2 separate regions of the Mus musculus genome follow, and region 2 is linked to region 1. A link is a contact called in public promoter capture Hi-C data. All regions are on one chromosome and are shown on one strand. Each heading gives the region's core, a stretch centred on a gene start, on an enhancer-like site or on the middle of the called end of the contact. The rest is flanking DNA. Distances are from core to core; before and after follow the strand shown. Region 1 holds the start of F830045P16Rik (RIKEN cDNA F830045P16 gene). Region 2 holds the start of Tgm3 (transglutaminase 3, E polypeptide).

Region 1 (3,780 bases), core at 440-2,939:
GCAGTGCATTCTTTGCAGGAGGCACTGTTCGCAGCAGCTCTGATAATGCAGCAAAGGTTCTGCCAGCTGGAGGCGGACAAGGACTATGAGCAGGAAACAAACGTTGCTTCTCTCGGTGACCTTTCCTAGCCAGAGAGTGAGGGTTTCAGATTTGCCAACACTATTAAGTTCTACTGTAAGAATCTAGAGTCTGGAAGGTGCCAGCTAGTCATATGGTTGGCTGTGTCCTGATGAAAGTTGACTTACCAAAACAAGAAGCCAGGCTGCAGGCCAAGTCTGCCAGCCCAGCAGAAGGCTGGAGGGTGGGAGCTGCATCACTATGGGCCCATTTCTATGACCTGCTTGGTCTTGAGTCTGGACCTCCCCTGGCCCAATAAGGTGCTTTTGATTCAGAAGCATCTTAATTTTGGCTAAAGACCACGTGGTTTTCTCCCTGGCCCTCTTTGTCCCCTTCTTTCTTCAGCATCTATCCCAGATGTCTACAGAAGTCACGGCAATGATCTGAGTTGTGGGGAGCCCTAGAAGGATATGGAAAGACAGAGGACTATGAACTCAGAGTCCATATTCCTAGCCTACTGATCCAGGGTCACCTCGCAATCACCATGCCCTGAGCTGAAACCCCTGTTGGGGGCCCTCATCTATCAGCTGCCGACTGACTTCTCTTTCCTCTTACTGTGAACGAGGGTCCTGACGAGTGCTTTGTGGTCTCCTGTAGCCCTGTCTTCCTTTGTGACTAATCCTTCTATTAAACCCTAATCAAATTGCCTGACGCAGGCCTGGCTGCTCCTGCAGGGCCGGCTGCTCCTGCTGCTTTGAACCATAAGGTCCAGGTTAGAATTCTGATCAGGTCTCCCCCCTGGTGAAATCACAGCACCTCACAAAGCCCCTGGGTTTCTCTTTGTGGAGACTAGAGCAGTAACGACATCCAGAAGAGGACATCTTTCAACTGCAGTGCAAACCAGTGGGTTCAGGAACTAAGTCATTTTCTGTTAATTATTACGGTTCCCTCCCTGGAGCCTCACACAGTCCCCAGCATGTATATGTCTGGAAAAAAAAATCTGTGGCAATTACAAAGGAATAAATAAGCAGCAAAAAGGCTGTAAACAATGACCAGGGGCTTATCCACCACCACCACCACCACCACCACACACACACACACACACACACACACACACATGCTTCACTTCAGCTGCACAAAGCAGCTTTTGTTTGAAAGTCCTCATCCCTGGCAAAGCAGGTGGGTGTGAATGTCTATATTTATTAAAACATATTTAGCTTCTATTTCTCTTTACCACCCTTCCACTGCATCCTTGAGAGGCAGCAAAGAATGATGGAAGTATTACTTAGCCATGTTCAACTCCTAGCTTTGCTGCCCATGACTTTTTTGGTCTTCATTTTTCTACTCAATAAACCAGAGCTAGTGATTTATACCTTGTCAAGAGCCCAGGGGAGAAGTCTGAATCAGCCCACTGAGGGTCATCCACTGAGGCTGGTCACAGCCCCCGAGTTGAACCTGGACCATTTGGAAAGACATTGTGACTGGGACATCAGTTCCCTGAAGGGCTCAGGAAGCCCCTGGCTGGTGGCCTGCACTTTTCCTCCAGTTGAAAGGTGCCATCAGACCAGCCGTTCCCAGCCTGTGGTGTGGGCAGACAAGTCTCATGTCCTCTGGTTGTCCCAGTTTCTGTAGACAACAGGCAACTGTCCCTGAGCTGCAGCATCGTCCCCAGGTTTCTGCAGCTGCCATGGGGCATTCAGGCCTGCTGGGATTAGTAACTGGATCATAGCTTGAGAGCCAAGGCCCTAAATATAGGGCTGCCTGTGCCTGATGCAGAAGACCTTGGCACCAGCTGCTCTGCCTTATGTCACAGACAGGGAAACTGAGGCCCAGAAAAGGAGATGGATTTTTCTACTCTTGTTTGGTAAGCGAATAATGACCAGACCTAAATTTCTCACATCAAAGGCTCACTCATCTGCTCAGTCCTTCCCTGACTTAAAGCTTATTTTCCTCACTCTGTCCACTCTCCCTGGCCCACCCTGAACTATATGTCCCAGTTGATGACACTCTTACCTGATCATCCTCCATCCAGTCTACTCTCATACAACAGGAGACTTTCTTGAAAATGCAAATTAAATCACGCCACCCCTGGAATACTCTTGCAGCTTCTGTGTCATCCAGAATGAATGTAAGATTATCTCGGGGGTAATCTTTTTGTACACTGTGTAAAGTTTGTCTTTGTGTTATGCAAATGTTGGTTTCTGTGCCGCCAGAGAGGAGAATACTGGCCAGACTTTGGTATTATTATTTTTATGGATCATCACTTGTGTTGGAAACATTTACCCTTCTCGCCTTCTAATTGGTTTACTAAAGATCTAATGGCCAGTAGCTGAGGCAGGAAAGAATAGATGGAACTTCTGGACAGAGAGAGGGTCTTTGGGAAAGAATCAAGAGGTGGGGGATTCACCAGTGTGACACGGAGGTGGAAGGAACAGGTGTGGAGGTTGAGTGAGAAGTAATGGGCCGTGTGGCAGGATGTGAGCTGGAATTAGTCGGGTTAGAGTTAGCTAGGAGATAACCTGCTACAGAGCCTAAGCTTTCTTAAATAATAAGTCTCTGTGTCATTATTCAGGAGCTGGCGGCTCCAAGAAAGTCTGGCAATAATTGGTGTCCAATGTGAGGGTATGTATATCCAAGCTTAGGGCCTCAGAAAAGTCTCCAGAGGAAAGCATGGAAGATGTTTCCCTAGCAACAGAGCCATGCGGGAGGCCATTGGAGAGGAGCCCCAGACACAGCTACCACAAGTTCTCCCAAGCATGGCACAGCAGGTAGGCACATTACTGACCTGCTGGGCTGAGCTCCTGTGGTGTAGAGGTGTCACCACCCCCTCCAGACTGCTGCTTAGGTGGGAGGTTGGGCTGCTGTGGGCCGGAATGGACAGAGGTCAGAGGTGCTGGCCCAGTTGGTGAACCTTGGGAATGCTCAACAGCCTAAGGACTGCTGCTGCTGCTGCTGCTTGGGCAGGCAGACAGTGGTTGCAGCCAGAGTTGGGTGGGAAACAAAGACGTGAACTGGCCGCTGAAAAGTGGGTGGGATAGGTCCCAGAGCACAGAAGCCTCAGTTTCTCTGGCTGTTGTGGGTGCAGAGTGGTGGAACTGCCCCTTCTCTATGAGCAGAGCAACTGGGGGCGGAGCCAGTGGTTATCATCCCATGCTAAGTGGAGCTGAAAAAGGAGTGACTGCAGGCAGCAGAAGCCAAGCCCAGGAGTGAATGAGAAACTGGAGTCCTGAGCACAGATGAGCCTCTGATGGGCCAATGTATGTTTTGAATTGTGCTTAGGTGCTGAAGAAAGAAAACAAACTGGCTATAGACAGTCATAGAAAGAAATAAGTAATTTAAAAATAACAAGTGAAATCTCCAAAGGAAAGAGAGAGTTAGATTTAAAAAAAATATTTTCTGTTTAAAAAAAATGAGGACTACAAAATGGCAGAGAGCACTTGGACCCCATATAATTTTGTTTCAGTTATCAGCATAAAATAATTATATTTTCCGTAATGCTTGCAATTTTATATATCCTCTTTAAGAAAAATAAAAATAAAACAAACTTAGATAAGAAGAGGAGAGGAGAGGACTGAGGAATTAAATGTTAGGTTACAAGCAATAGACAATCCTTTGAATCAAAATAAAGAAGTTTTAGAGGAATCAAATCTAAACCCTGCAGTGCCACTTTGTGATAAGATTGCAGAATGGCAACCCATAGAGATGCTGTATGCTGAGCAAAT
Region 2 (3,780 bases), core at 719-3,218, 480 kb before region 1:
TAACGGAAGAGGTCCTCTGAAAGTCACCAGGGAGTAGAAAATGGGTTTTATCTCATGATGGTTTCTCCTTTTAAAACAGAGACTTTTTTTTTTTTTACTACTCTCTGATGATTCTATATGGAAACAATGTCTTGGTCAGATGTATACCCGGTTTCCTTTCCCTGCTCTCCCTTGGCACCCTCAACAGGGATCACTCTCTTATCCAGTTTTCTTAAGATCCCAAGGCAAGGAGGAAACAGGCTTAAAAAAACAAACAAACAAATAAACAAACAAAACCTCCTAAGTGCTGCTAAGCCATACTCATAGACATTCCTAGATGAGTATAATCCACTTTAGAGCTGAGGAAACAGACTCACAGGGTAGAGTCCTTCTAAGATCACCAGGGACAGGGCTGGAAGCCAACTACTTCAACAGTCCTGCTCCTGGATGTAATCCTAAGTGACAGTTACAGTTTGAGCAGCCCAAAGGCCCAGTGGGCTCTGCCTCTGATGAGCAGGTAGCAGATGCTGAGAGAGATGACAGGCCATTGAGCCAGGGTGGTGAGTGTGTGTGTGAGTGTGTGTGAGTGTGTGTGTGTGTGTGTGTGTGTGTGTGTGTGTGTGTGTGTGTGTGTGGTGTAATCTGGTCTTCAATGCAAACAATGGATGGGCTGGAGTCTCAAGATATGGAGTCCAGAGAGAAGATCTGCTTTTTAGAGAGCATGGATACTTCTCTGGTCCAAGGAACTGAAATAAAGCTGTGAAAGGGGCTTTAGCTGGTTGTAGGTGCATACACAGAAGTCAGGAACCCAGGAGGAATTCTCTTCTCTGCAAGAAAGCAGCTGAAGTCCTAGCTCAAGAAGGTGGCTCAGATCTGGACACAGAGCCTAGTGGAAAGGCACCTTGGAGCTGGGGATTCAGCCCATTTTTGCTACCAACTTGCTGTTTGACTTTCCTAAGGCTCTCCCTATACCCAGGCCCCAGCCTCTTCCTGGCAGAAGATAGTTGTACTAGATGACAACTGTCATTCCCTTTTGGTGACATTATAAGCCCCCAGAGCTCCTTTTGTTAGCATCTCAGGCATGCCTGTATTCATGAGAGGGAATTGATGGTAAAAACATCCCCTGCCCAGTCCTCATCTGGAGATTTTCTCAAGTGGCCCATACCCACCTTCCGCATCTGGATCGGTTCTCTTGCTCCTAACCACCATTCACCACACTTTACAGGTTTGACTCATGCCTAGTTTGGGTTTGGCATTGCTGCCGTCAAGGTCCAAGGCCGATCACCATGACAGGCAGTAATTAGCAGGGCCCAAATCCTCGACAGTAACCACGGAGTCAGAAAACCTGCACTTCTTGTTCCTTTCCAGTCGCCTTCCCTGGTGCTGTTCATAGGGACAGTCGGGATCTTGTGACATGCTTGCCACATCTACTGCTGGGTTTCCATACAGCAAGTTAAGTCAGGGAGCCTGCCAGGGTTAGAGGATCTGTAATTTACTTAGGAACATTCCAGTTGACGGTTTCTCAACACTCAGCTTCCACGTGTGTGTGTATGTCTCTCTCGCCCTGTGAAAGTTGCTTTCTTTTGTCCCTGCTACTGACAGCCAGGAAAAGTGTACTGAGAAACCCACTTGACTTTGTAGGTAGCAATGGAGAAGCAGTACCAATAAGACAAGGCTTGTCCTCAAAGGGAATGTGACCCCCGGCTGTGTTGAACATCCTATCCTGCCTATCACTCCATCCACCCCAGTCATGTTCCATCACTGAAATATGCCAGCGAAACCCAGCAGGTACTCTAGAACACAGACACCCCAAAACACAGAGTCCCCAAGACAGACCGCTGTTCCAGCTGGCTGCTCTGCCAGCCCCAGAGGGTAGTATGGGTTCCCACAAGAACCTGCTGGAGAGACACCACACTCACCACTCATGGTCAGCTTCTTCTGCCTTTCCTGGGGCTCCTCTGGGAATGACAGAGATGGTGTGGGGAGACCGGCGCCAAGGATTGCCTTACCATTTATAGAAGCCTCTCCTACACACCCCAATTAGAATTCTAATGAGGTGGGCGAGGCACCAGGTCATTCCTGTAGTGCCTGTAAACGTTTCACTTACAACATACCCGTCACCCAATGGGAGGTCATCCTGCTTATGCAAGACGGGCTTGGAAAGAAGAAAGGAGATGAAAGAAAGTCGAATAGTTTGTTCTTACAATTCCTTGTTTTATTTACAAAGGTAAGTGACTTCCTGGACCCCCAGCATTTGGGAAACTTGTCCCAAGCTCATGCCAGGAAGGCTTTTGTAACAAGGAGATAGATGTCTAGAACTTAGCAACATCCTTTCTCTCTGTGTACAAATATTATTAGGGCTGACTGCCTCCACACGCCACAGTTCATGTGCCCGGGATGAGGGTAATAAGGTACATTTGAGGAAGCTCACAGCCCTAAGTTCCAGTGCTGGCTAGGTCCTGGGTCACTCTTCAGATCTGAAGCTTGGAAGCTTTGGTTTAGGTTTGAGGATAAGCCTACCCACATGCTCACCTCACAAGGATGGAGGAGGATTAATTCAACATGATTACTTAAGTGGAAAGTGAATATATGTGCCTCACCATGGACTACATCGAAGATCTTGAAATCAGATGGCAGTTAGAACCCAGGTTAGGGGGACCACAGTCTGTCTTTGTAAAGCACTAGAAATGTCCACTGACTTTCCAGCCGCGCACTCTCTCCAGGAGTGTAGGAGGAGTCATTGACCTGGTTTTTTCTTTTGTTTGTTTGTTTGTTTGTTTCTTGCCCCAGCTTTAAAGGGGGGAGATTAAGGGCTGATGAGGTGGCTCGGTGGTTAGAAACCTTTCCTGCTTTTCCAGAAGACCAGTTTTGTTCCCATCACCTACACTACACCACTACAACCACTACACGTGGCTCACAGTCACCTCCAGGTGTAGCTGGCTGTTTGGGAGACACAGCTGGAATCACAGTTCTTGGGAAGCTGAGACAGGAGGATTGCAATGCAATGCAATGCAATGCAATGCAATGACTCAATCAATAAATAGAATAAGTATTGAGAGTTTAAGAGCTACTGCACTGCACTGTAACTGTCTGCTTGTCACCCCTAGACTGAGCTCCTTGGACGTACAGGCTGTATGTTATTAGTTTTCTCCCCAAAACCTAGATGAGTACTTGACAATGGTGAGAACACAAACCTGTTTAACTAAAAATTAAAACATTATTTTATTAGCTTGTGTGTCGTGCGCATGTGTGAATGTGTGTATGTTACAGATCTGAGACAACTTTGGGGTGTCTGTTCTCTCCTTCTGCCTTGTTGAGGCAGGGTCTCTATTGTTTCAGCCATGCTGCTACTCTAGGCTTAGGTGGTCCTCCAGTTTCTGGGAAATTCTCGTCTCCCTAGGGTTGCTGATGTGTGCAACCATACCCAGTCTTTTATGTGGATTCCAGGGATCTAATTCAGGATGCCAGGCTTGTGTGCCAAGCACTCTTATCTACTGAGCAATCTCACTGGCCCCTGCTTGAATACATGAATGAATGAATGAACGAATGAATGAATGACTAAAAGGATGATAAGAGGATGTTAACTTCTGTCCTTGTGGTGGTTCCTGTGGCCAATGCCTTCATGCGTGTTTCCTTTTCCCACCCGCACATATATCCAGCATAGGTTCTATTGTTGTTGCTGTGGTATGAAGGGGGCAAACAGATGAACTCAAGGCTACGTACGTAGCTGTAGGATTGGGATCCAAATTTAAATGACTCCAGATCTGGTCTGCTCAGTCTCTGAAGGCACTTCCTAGATGA

The links. Promoter capture Hi-C pulls out the DNA fragments that hold promoters and counts their contacts.
Region 2: a promoter capture Hi-C map of stem cell-derived epiblast-like cells shows a contact between it and region 1, with 2.3 times the contacts expected there. The contact joins the promoter of Tgm3 here to the promoter of F830045P16Rik in region 1. A contact is called at or near these places in 1 of 39 promoter capture datasets (stem cell-derived epiblast-like cells) and 1 of 115 datasets of contacts at active chromatin or transcription factors (embryonic stem cells).

The regions. Positions count from the first base shown.
Region 1 is chr2:129,534,511-129,538,290 of GRCm38.p6, reverse strand. It overlaps F830045P16Rik (RIKEN cDNA F830045P16 gene), which reads left to right and starts at 1,689. Exons shown (of 7, transcript NM_177653.3): 1 at 1,689-1,922. The coding sequence starts at 1,829.
Region 2 is chr2:130,010,528-130,014,307 of GRCm38.p6, reverse strand. It overlaps Tgm3 (transglutaminase 3, E polypeptide), which reads right to left and starts at 1,968. Exons shown (of 13, transcript NM_009374.3): 1 at 1,899-1,968. The coding sequence starts at 1,905. It overlaps Gm52561 (a long non-coding RNA gene), which reads left to right and starts at 2,111. Exons shown (of 2, transcript XR_003954059.1): 1 at 2,111-2,206.